Linked DNA regions of Capra hircus: region 1 is linked to region 2. A link is a contact called in public Hi-C data. All regions are on one chromosome and are shown on one strand. The core of a region is the stretch at or near the end of the contact, and the rest is flanking DNA. Distances in the headings are between cores, read along the strand shown.

Evidence for each region. A called contact is a pair of places that touch in the nucleus more often than the background predicts.
Region 1: a contact with region 2 is called in a Hi-C map of blood, with 3 times the contacts expected there. The contact joins the promoter of CDKN2D here to the enhancer-like site in region 2. A contact is called at or near these places in 4 of 5 Hi-C or Micro-C datasets (blood and liver).

Annotation. Positions count from the first base shown.
Region 1 is chr7:94,950,663-94,956,591 of ARS1.2, reverse strand. It overlaps CDKN2D (cyclin-dependent kinase 4 inhibitor D), which reads left to right and starts at 3,233. Exons shown (of 3, transcript XM_018051064.1): 1 at 3,233-4,102; 2 at 4,373-4,528; 3 at 5,499-5,929. The coding sequence starts at 4,388. The coding sequence ends at 5,858. AP1M2 (AP-1 complex subunit mu-2) reads left to right here. Exons shown (of 12, transcript XM_013965162.2): 10 at 393-518; 11 at 1,584-1,659; 12 at 2,086-2,495. The coding sequence ends at 2,108.
Region 2 is chr7:94,879,425-94,884,990 of ARS1.2, reverse strand. No RefSeq gene overlaps it. Among named protein-coding and RNA genes, the nearest start is that of KEAP1, 16 kb to the left of the region's middle. Within about 2 kb of position 2,515, at least 1 of the 5 cell types and tissues checked has an H3K27ac peak or open chromatin away from gene starts, as enhancers often do.

The DNA of each region.
Region 1 (5,929 bases), core at 1,984-4,483, 71 kb before region 2:
AACCAGCCCTGGGTTCAGATTCCTCACCTTTGTTTCTCTGAGCTTCCCAGCCTTGGGGACCCTACTTCCCCTCATGAAGCCTCAGTGTGTCCATCTGTGAAATAGACAGGATCATGCTACCCACATCCTTGGGCTGCTGGAGGATTTGGTCTCTCTTTGGGATCTTGGTTGGGGGATGTTCATCGGCCCCTGGAAAATGGGAGATGATCACCAGAAGGCCCCCAAGTAGGCTTTGCTATCAGAAGCTTCGTCTGCGAGTTTTGGCCAGGAGACTTTACTTTCTGGTCTGTCGAATGGGCTGAGAGCAAAGTCTGCCCCCAGGGGGCTGCCATGAGGAGTGGTCTGGGGCATAGGGGCCCTCAGTGTGTCTGATAACCCCCATGTTCCCTCAGGGGGGCAAGGAGTACCTGATGCGCGCCCACTTTGGCCTCCCCAGCGTGGAGAAGGAGGAAGTAGAGGGCCGGCCCCCCATTGGGGTGAAGTTTGAGATCCCCTATTTCACTGTCTCTGGGATCCAGGTGAGGGAAGGGGGCAGGGTGGTTCCTCTTCTTGACCTTGGTGGGTCCCCCTTTCTCTCATCTCTTGGCTTGGACCACCTCCATTCCCTGGCTTGTCTCATCTCCTCCTTTATAATCATTCTTGTTTTTTCCTGGAACAGTGTTGCTTTTTCTTTAAACAAACATTTTAATGTCAACTTTTGGGCGCGCTGGGTTTTCGTTGTTGTGCGTGAGCTTTCTCTAGTTGCAGTGAGTCGGGGCTATTTTTTTAAATTGCGGTGGCTTCTCTTGTTGCAGAGCATGGGTTCTAGAGCCCGAGGGTTTGAGTAGTTGCAGAATGCAGGCTCAGTAGTTGCAGAGCACAGGCTTAGTTGTTCCTTGGCATGTGGGATCTTTCTGGACCAAGGAAGATCCCACATGTCGCACATCCCCCAAACCCAAGTCCCCTGCATTGGCAGGCAGATTCTGTCTTTCAAAAATGATTTTATTTATTTATTTTTGGCTGGGCTGGGTCTTCACTGCTGCGCAGACTTTTCTCTAGTCGTGGTGTGTGGGCTGCTCACTGGTGGCTTCTCTCGTGGAGCGCGGGTTCTAGGGCGCACAGGCTTCAGCAGTTGCAGCACGTGGCCTCACTAATTGCGGCTCCTGGGCTCTAGGGCAGACTCAGTAGTTGTGGCACATGGGCTTAGTTGACCCAGGGCATGTGGGATCCTCCCAGATCGGGGATTGAACCCCTGTCTCCTGTGTTGGCAGGCAGATTCTTAACACTGAGCCACCAGGGAAGTCTCACAGTGTTGCTTTTTCTGCTCTCAGCCTGGGTCCCCTTCCCCTCCCCACTAGCTTTGCCCTGTGCCTAAACTGTATTGTGTCAATTCTCTTAGAACGTGCCATCTTTCCCACTGTCCTGGACCACCTGATCTCCCCACACACATACACTGTCCTGGTCACATCTTTGTCCTGAGCCTTGTTACTTCATTCCTCCCAGGCCGTGCTTTCTTATTCCTGGAAGTTGTGTTATTTATGTTCCCCTGGCCCCAGCCTGCTCTGTCCCCCTACCCTGGGCCACCTCCTTTCATCCCTTTCCAGGTCCGATACATGAAGATCATTGAGAAGAGTGGTTACCAGGCCCTGCCCTGGGTCCGCTATATCACCCAGAGTGGCGGTAAGGTGGCCCGGCTCCCTGAGATGACAGGGACAAGATGAATGGGCATGGTCTTGGGGATTTGAAACATCTTGTCTCAGAGGGCTCCAAAACCGACAGGCGTGGCCCTCAGGTCTATCCTATCTTTGTCAGTGTGCCCTCCCGAGTCTCGGTTTGCCTATCTTTAAAATGGGGACAGTTGCCAGTTCCAGGGTGGTGGTGGTGGGGTTTGGATAAGCAACTGAACACACAGCAGCCCCGTCTGTTGCCTGGAGACAGGCATGGTGCTGTGGTTACAGTCGCCATGTTTGAGCCCATCCTTAGCCCTGTTACAGACTTGTGGGGTTGATCATGAGCACTGGGGAAGGGGATGGGTTGTGGGTGGGGGTGCTGTCCTGTCTCCTTCCCCCACTTCTGAGATGGTCCCTGCTCATTGTTTCCCTACAGATTATCAACTTCGTACCAGCTAGAAGGGAGAAGTGGGGGCCTGAACCTGGGCTGTCTTCTCCCCAGGCCCCAACTGCAGCCTCCACTAGAGAAGGAGGGAAGATGGGGTGTGTGTGTGTGAGGGCAGCCCTTGAATTACTGGTTTGTTACTCCCAGCACCTGACTTGCTCCTACCCATTTCCTTTACTGGTAGGCTGGGAGTGATAATCTCCAGCTCTCAGACTCTCACCCCTCCCCCTCCCCGTTTTATATGAAGAAATAGAAGAGGGGCTTGAAGTCCCCCTCATGAGTGCCTTTTTGCAGTGACCTGCCTTAGGAGGTGTGGGGAGTCCCTCCTCCACAGCTGCTGAGCCCAGAGGCCCCACTGGCCCATTTCTGAGTTTTAGGATGGCATTAAAAAGATGAATCTAGCTGCTGTTATGTACTTCTTGGCTGGGGGCTGGGGATGTCAGAGGTGCCCCTGGGGTGCTGGGATAAGAGTGGGCAACATATCCATTTCTCAGCCCTGGTCATCTCTCAGCTGGGCCCTCGCAATTGCTCCCACCTTGGTCTCCCAGGCTCTGGGCTTCCCTCTCCCATGACAGCCAGTTCCCATCATAGCCACCAGAGGGCGCCTATTAACTCCTAAACTAGACCGTGGCTCCTCAATACAGAAGCTTCCCAGGGTTCCACCCATTGATTTCTGTCGTTCTGGGCAGCTTGCGGGACCGTAGTTCCCCGACCAGGGATTGAACCTGGACCCCCTGCAGCAGATGCTCGGAGTCTTAACCACTGGACCGCCAGGGAAATTCCCCATTCTTTTTAAAAAGTAAAAGTGCTCACCACAGCCCACACGCCTGTTCACCCCTCACCTCCTCCCCCTTCTCTCCGTCTCTATACCTCGCTCTTCCTGGACTTACTAGACATGCTTACAGCTCAGGGCCTTTGAATCTGTAGCGCCTCCACCTGGTATGTTTTTCCTGAGAGACACACGGCTCCTTCCCTCACCTTCAGGTCTCAAATCAAATGTCACCTTCTTAGGGTGGCCATGCCCGACCTCTCTATTTCAAAGCCTTCTTTTCCCAAGACACCATTATTTATCTCATTTTGTCAGCTCCACAGTGTATAGCACTCTGAAAATATTTATTGTCGTCTCCAGCTCTAAAAGGTAAGTATCCAACAGCCAGGAGGCACCTGGCTTGCTTTCTACTGGGGTGCATAGTACACAGTAGCAGGTCGGTAAATGTGTGAAGGCCCCGCTGTTGAAGGCCTCTGTTAAGAGCCTCCGACGCGACTCTCGCCTCCCAGTCTCACCCACGTGGCAGCTGGTGAATGAACTTTCTTCCACGCCCTTGCATTTGCTGTGCCAGGGCTGGCGCAATCTGAGCCAAACGTGATTCCTTTTTCACTCACCCCATTTCCATGCTTTATTTTCCTCACGGTGCTTAACACTAAAATTACTCAGTAGCTCGAATGCAGGACCCCCAGCGCCAAGAACGGCTCCGGCACACAGTGAGTGAATGAAATAAAGCACTTTGCACAGTAAGAACTAACGAATATTATCGCACCGCATAACTCCAAACTGGGCGGTCCCAGCCCTGCCTCCCTTTCCCTCGGAAGTGCCGAGGTCCCGGAGCAGCCCGCGCTACCCTGCGCCTGACCTTTCTCCCCTGGGTCAGTTAAACGGGCCCTCTTTCCCGCCCGCCCGTCGCTTTTGAAAAACCGAAAACCCCGCCATTGTTCGCGGTTCACCGGTCGCCGAAGTTTGTCCAATCAGAAGCGGGCCCGCCCACGCCGGCGCACAAAGCCTCCCTGGCAACGCGTGGCCATTGGCTGCGCTGGCAAGGAGGGCGGAGCACTACAGGGTCGGGAGCCGGGCATCGCAGCTGGGCTACAACGTAGCAAGTTCATAAGAAAACAAATCCGCGGCGTTTGGGGGCGGGGCCGCGAGAGCTCTGGCTCCGCCCCCTAGCGGCCTGCTCCGCAGCGGCGGAGACGCTGGCTCAGAACAGACCCCGCCCGAAGAGGAGGAGGGAGGGTGAGTTGGGGGGAGACCCGGCCCCCAAGGGGCGGGCGCCGGGCAGGGCCCAGCGGGCTAGCGGAGGGTTGGGCCTGGGCTCTCAGCCCCTCTCTACCCACCGGCTGACAGGGGGAGGAGCCGGCCGGGAGGGTGGGGGTCGCGCCCGAGACCCAGACAGGAGAGTCCGACCTCTTCGCAGGCCGGGGACGCTGTGGGAGGGCTGTTCGGGCTAGCGCCGGTGGGCTCCCCCTCACTGACCGCCGCGGGGTGGGGCGGGGGGCTTCGCAGGCCGCCAGTATCGACATGCTGCTGGAAGAGGTCCACGCCGGCGACCGGCTGAGCGGGGCGGCGGCCCGAGGAGACGTGCAGGAGGTGCGCCGCCTTCTGCACCGCGAGCTGGTGCACCCAGACGTTCTGAACCGCTTTGGCAAGACGGCGCTGCAGGTGAGCCCGGGCCGGCCCGCAGACCCCTTCCCTCTTCTCTCCTTGTTCCCGTTGGTAGCCGACTGAGGTCTGTTCCTGCGTCTCTGGGCTGACTTGGCTCCCTAATGTCCCCTTTCTTAGGTGGGTGGTGGATGGGGTTAGGTTGGGGGGAGGGGAGAGCTTTCCATCTTTGGAGGATTCCTTGCTCTCTGATTGCGAAGGATTCAGTTTCCCTGGAGAAGTTCTTATTCCCTGGGTGAGGGTTCGCCTTCTTTGGATCCGAGTTTCATGAGGGCAGCTCCAATGTCTTGGAGCATCTATGGACGATCCGACCGCAGGAAGGAAGGATTCCTATTTCCAAGGTGTACCCATTTTCAGGGGGTTCTCTGCGAGGTATCCAGTTTCCTGTGGGGGAGAATCTCTATTCCCGCGGGGTTTTCTTACTGGCATATTTGGGGAGGGGGATACCAATAAGGGAGTAGTCACAGATTACATGGGAGTCCCTGTTCCCTTGGGGACCTTTACAAAAGGGGAACCCCATTTCATCAGAAAGGATCCCTACTATATGGGAGGGGGAAATTCCTTGGAGGAGTTTTAAATTCCCTGGCCATCTCCATTTCCTGGAGGGGACTGTTCTCTGAGGTCTGTTTCCTGGTGGGGTTCATATTTCCTGATGATTTCCCATCTGTGGGGAGAAGTGTCTCTGGTTCCTTGGGGTCTTAGGTTCCCTGAAAATTTCCACGGGGGTATACCCTAGCGGGGGGCGGGGGGTGACCAGTTTTTTGAAGTTCCTTATTCCCAGGAGATCTTGTTCTCTGGGGTCTCAACAGCTGCCTGAAAGTTTTTGTTCCCCGGAGTTTTTCCTTCTCTTGAGAACCTTGTATCTGGCATTCTCAACTCCCGAATGACCCCTCTCTCCAGTCACCCGTTTCCCCAGACCTCCTCCTTTGGAGACTCCCTGACCCTTCTCTACCCCCATTCCCCCCACCAGGTCATGATGTTCGGCAGTCCCACCATTGCCCTGGAACTCCTGAAGCAAGGCGCCAGCCCCAATGTCCAGGACGCCTCGGGCACCACTCCGGCCCACGATGCAGCCCGCACTGGATTCCTTGACACCCTAAAAGTGCTGGTGGAGCACGGTGCCGATGTCAACGCACCCGATGGCACCGGGGCGCTCCCCATCCACCTGGCAGTGAGAGAGGGCCACACCCCTGTGGTCAGCTTCCTGGCTGCCGAGTCTGATCTCCATCACAGGGACGCCAGGGGGCTCACACCCCTAGAGCTGGCACGGGGGAGAGGGGCCCAGGAGCTCATGGACATACTGCAGCGGCACACAGTGGCACCCCTGTGACCTGGGGCCACCCACTCCAGCAGCAGGACGCAGCTGAGTTCTGTGTCAGAAGAGGGAAGAAACACTTTCTC
Region 2 (5,566 bases), core at 1,266-3,765:
GTTTTATTCCTAGTTTTTAAAGGAATCTCCATACTGTTCTCCATAGTGGCGCTATCAATTTACATTCCCACAAACAGTGCAAGAGGGTTCCCTTTTCTCCACTCTCTCTCCAGCATTCATTATTTGTAGGTTTTTTGATGATGGCTATTCTGATCGGTGTGAGGTGATACTTCCAAAGGTGAGTATTTATGTTCACTTTCTATCTCTGCAAAAGACAACTTGATTTTATGCCTTACTCTTCCAGGCAATGGGACTGACAGTGAACGAGCCCCCAAAGATCCCTGCCCTCATGGAAATTACAGCCTAGTCGGGGAGTAGGGTGACCAACTTATCCTAGTTTGCCTGGGACTTTTCCAGTTTGAACGCTGAAAGGCTGGCATCCCAGGAACCATTTAGTCCCAGTAAACCAGGTTCATTGGTTACTCTCCAGGTAAACCAGATATATTAACAACTGTGTTGAGTGACAGACATGATTAAGTTTGCATTTGATAGCTCTGGAAGCTAAGTGGGAATGGCTGCGGATAGAGGTACAGTGGGAAAGGGTAAGCAGCTGGCGCAGTAGCTGGGTGACAGGCCGGTGGTGTGGATCAGGCAGGTGCCTATGGGAATAAAGGAGAGTCTACAGGAGAATAGACTGCTTAGATAGGATGGATGAATCATCAGGAATGCTCCCGGGTGGTTTTGAAGCTTAAGAAGCCAAGTGGAGGGGTCCTTAGAGGAATCTGCTGTTACAGGAGGAAGTGACGATGGTTCGGAGTGTGTTAGGTTTGTAGCCTCAAGATAACGGTTGTTTTTGGAAAGTACTGAAGCAGATTTTTCAAACCCTCAATCTTTGCTGCTTCCAACAAATAGCTCTTGAATGGTTGCTCTGTGCTAGACATGAAGATACAATGAGGAGCAAGCATGACACTGGTCTGTTTTCATAGAGCTAATGAAATAATCCAACTTCCCTGGTGGCTCAACAGTAAAGAATCCTCCTGCCATGCAGGAGACTCGGCTTTGATCTCTGGGCCAGGAAGATCCCCTGAAGAAGCAAATGCAACCCAGTCCGGTATTCTTGCCTGGGAAATCCCATGGACAGAGAAGCCTGGCGGGCTACAGTCCATGGGGTCAAAAAAGAGTCAGATGTGACTTAGTTACTAAACAACAATAAAATAATCACATTGAGTATATGTATTTAATTTCTTAGGTAAGCTTTCTGAAGGGCTGGAGCTCAACCTAGGTCAGATGCCTTGAGAAAGCATTCTTGAAGTGGTTTTTTCACAGAAGTTCAGAGTGTAAACTAGGTGAGGGAAAAGAGGGGTAAGATTCTGGACAGAGGAACCATCTGCCCTGTGGCACTGAAAAGCAAGCCTAGGTGAAGCTCTGAGAGGGAGGAGGAACATGGTGCCAGAAGAGGCTTAACAGAGGTGAGGGAGGCAGACCGTGCAAGCCCAGTGCACCACATAATTTTCATTTATTAAATACCTAAAAACTGCCTTAAAAAAAAAGTTAAAACATTACAGGACTTCCCTGGTGACTCACTGGTTAAGAATCCACCTGTCAATGCAGGAGACAAGGGTTCGATCCTTGATCTGGGAAAATCCCGAGGAGCAGCTAGCCAGTGCTCCACAACTGCTGAGCCCGTGCTCCAGAGCCCAGGGACCACAACTCCTGAGCCCAGGTGCCGCGACTGCTGGAGCCTGTGTGCCCTAGAGCTGGTGCTCTGCAACAAGAGAAGCCACTGCAATAAGAAGCCTGAGCACTGCAACTGGAGAAAAGCCCTCATGGCCACGAAGACCCAGCACAGCCAAAAATAAATACTTTTTTAAAAAGGTAAAACATTACAGATAAAGCTGAAGTCTTACTCTCTCTCCATCCCAGCCCCTCTAGATCTTAAAAAAAAAAAAAATTAACAATCTTCAATATTGTATGTTTTATGTAGTTCCTTACAAAAAATGGCATAATGGTGCTTGTATTACTCTGCAATACAGAGCTTTTCCTCTCTCAGTAAGCTCTGTCTGTGATGTCACGTTCCTTTTACCAGCTACCGGATGTTCTGTTTTATCTTTCACTATTGACAGATGTTTAGGTTGTTTCTAGTTTCTCAGAATTACAGATAAGGCAGCAACACCCTCTCTTAATCATGCCTCCTTTCTCCAGATGGGTGCTAGGAGGTGGAACTTACTAGGTCATGGAGTAAGCCCAGCTTTCCTAGATGCTGGCAGATGACCCTCCAAGTCCTTTTTATTCCTGCTATTTCTGCAAGTTCTTTTTTAAACTTAATTTTAAGTTTTACATATTTTTATAAAAATTGAGGTATATCTGATTTATAACATCATGTTAATTTCCAAGTGCAGCACAGTGATTCACAGCTCTTTGTAAATCTACACACACAGGGTTTCCTGGTGGTCCAGCGGCTGAGAATCTGCTTTGCAATGCAGGTGACACCAGTTGGATCCCTGATCTGGGAAGAGCCCACGTGCCATGGAGCAGCTAAGCCGGTGTGCCACAAGTGCTGAGCCTGCGCTCTGAAGCCCGGGAGCCACAACTACTGAGCCCACGTGCCGTAACTACTGAAGCCTGTACACCCTAGAGCCTGCGCTCTGCAACAAGAGAAGCCACTGCAGTGAGAAGCCCACAATGAAACTAGGTGGTAGCCCCTGCTCGCTGCAACTAGAGAAAGGCCGCCCACAGCAGAGGAAAACTAGCAGAGCCAAAACTAGAAATAAAATTTAAAAAATCTACACACAATCGACTGTATCACTCTTTTTCTTGATGCTGCTTCTTTTTGTGGCATGAAAGTGTTCATTTTTATCTTGACCTTTTCTGCAGCTTCCTACTTACTTGTTAATTTATTGTCTTCTGCCCATAAATTCATTGCTTCTGCCTAAGTTAACCAAAGTTAGTTTTCTGTTGGTTCTGTGTTAGAACCAAGAATCCTAACTAATAGAGATAAGAAGATAGAGATAAGAAGAAATTTTGAAAAATATTTCTTAAAATATAAGCTTTGTTTATGCACTGCTTTTCTGTTTTTTTTTTTTTTTTTTTTAAACACATCAGTCTGCTTTGGGTCTCAGCGGCTGCACATGGGATCTTTAGTTGCAGTGCATGGACTCTCTAGCTGTGGCGTGTGGGTTCTCGAGTGCTCGGGCTTCATAGCTACAGTGATCAGGCTTAGTTGCTCATTGGTATGTGGGATCTTAGTTCCTAACCAGGGGTTGGACCCTAACCCCCTGCATTACACAGGGGATTCTTAACCACTGGGCCACCAGGGAAGTCCCAGTTATGACTTTGTGTACATTGCTGATGAGTAAGGGTAATCGTGTGCATTGTTGTCTTATTTCTGGCTATAATGTTACTGTTCCTAATGTCCCACCGTTCAATCTGATTTTCTGTAATCCATGCTTTAAGTTTTGCCAGAAACTTTTAAAGTTCAGGAAGCTCCCCCTTGCTTTGTGTGTGCTAAGTTGCTTTGGTTGTGTCTGACTCTTTTCGATCCTATGGATTGTAGCCCTCTGGGCTCTTCTGTCCGTGGGATTCTCCAGGCAACAATACCAGAGGGGGTTGCCATGCCCTCCTCCAGGGGATCTTCCCAACCCAGGGATCGAACCTGCATCTCCGACATCTCCTGCATTGGCAGGGGGGCTGTTTACCACTAGTGCCACTTGGGAGGCCCCATATCTAGTTTTGTTTTTTTTTTTTTAAATCATAAACGGGTGTTGGATTTTCTAAACATCTCTCAATCAGTAGTTGGACACCAAGAAACTACATTTCTAACAAGTTCCCAGTTGATGCTGATGTGGCTTGTGCAGGAACCATATTTGGAGACACTGGTATAGAACAAGAACAATGGGTTAAAGGCAAATTCTGAGAAATGACATTTAAGGAGTAGAGGGAAGTAAGAGAAGTCCTGATAGAAACTCAACAGCAGCATAAAATTATGAGAAAAATCAAGAAAAGTACAGTGTCACAGAAGCCAAGTGGTGAAAAATTTGAGCACAAAAGTTTAAAAGAATCACACTATTGAATACAAAGAGGCTTCCCTGGTAAAGAATCAGCCTGCAGTGTGGGAGACCTGGGTTGGATCCCTGAGTGGGGAAGATCCCCTGGAGGAGGACATGGCAACCCACTGCAGTATTTTTGCCTGGAGAATCCCACAGACAGAGGAACCTGGAGGGTTGTTACAGTCCACGGGATCACAAAGAGTCGAACACGGCTGAGTAACTAAGCACAGCACAGCACACTGCATACAAAGAGGTTGGACTTCCCTTATGGTCCAGTGGTTAAGAATCCACCTGCTAATACAGGGGACACAGGTGGGTTCGATCTCTGGTCCGGGAAGATTCCACGTGCTTTGGAGCAACTAAGCTGGTGCATCACAACTACATCCCATGCCTAAAGCGTGTGCTTGGCAATGAGAGGTTATTGCAATGAGAGCCCTACGCAATGCAACTAGAGAATAGCCCCTGCTTGCCACAACTGGAGAAAGCCCACGCCCAGCAATGAAGACCCAGTGTAGCCAAAAATAAATAAATAAAATCTTTTAAAAAATAATCAATACAAAGAGGTTCAAATGCTCACTGGATTTGGCATTCAGACGGTAACTTTACTAAGAGCATTTTCAGTAGAATTGTGAGGGTTAAGCAATAAATTTTGTAAACATTTACTAAGTGCCACCTGAGAAATCCCATGGACAGAGGAGCCTGGTGGGCTACAGTCCAGGGGGGAGTCACAAAAGAGTTGGACATGACTGAGGACGTACAGCAGAGAAAGAAAAATTAGAACAGCCACTGTTGCCAAGGAGACAACACTGAACCCGTAAAGGATGCTGAAAAAAGGAACATCTCTTTTGAGACATTTGGGTGAGAAGAGGCCAAAAAAAGGGATGCCTGAGTATGCATGACAGCTAGAAAGGAACAAAGGTTTCAGGGAGGGCTTGGGGTTTTGTTTTACGATTCAGAAAACAGAGTGTATTTATAACTGAGGGGAAGCCCCAGGACAGGAAGAGAAAATGAAGATGATGGTGAAAGACAGAATGCACTCATAGTGATGACAAGCAAGTAACTTCCCACTCTGAATTAACTGGGCAATGTCGAAGATACCATTCGGCTCTGTGAAGGCCAGTATAGTTCTGGATGCTAAAGTATCTTGCTTTGTGCAGTACAATGTGCCTTCAATTCAAAGACTAATCTTCTCCTTTGGGAGTGTATTCTGGTGTTTTGGGTTTTTTTTTTTTTTTTTTTGGTTGGTGTTTTTTAATCAGGCAAAGGAAGGATTTATAACTTGCCACAAGGAAGAATATTAGGGATCCTGGTTTTAAAATATAAATGTTAGGGACTTGCCTAGTGGTCTAGTGATTAAGAATCTACCTGCCAATGCAGGGGGCATGGGTTCGATTCCTGGTCCAGGAACTAAGATCCCACATGCTGCAGAGCAACTAAACCCGTGGGCCACAACTACTGAGCCTGCCTGCTGCAACTCCTGAAGCCTGTGAGCCCTAGAGTCTGTGCTCCCTGACAGGAGAAGCCACCACAATGAGAAGCTCTTGCACCACAACTAGTGAGTGGCTCCTGCTTGGTGCAAC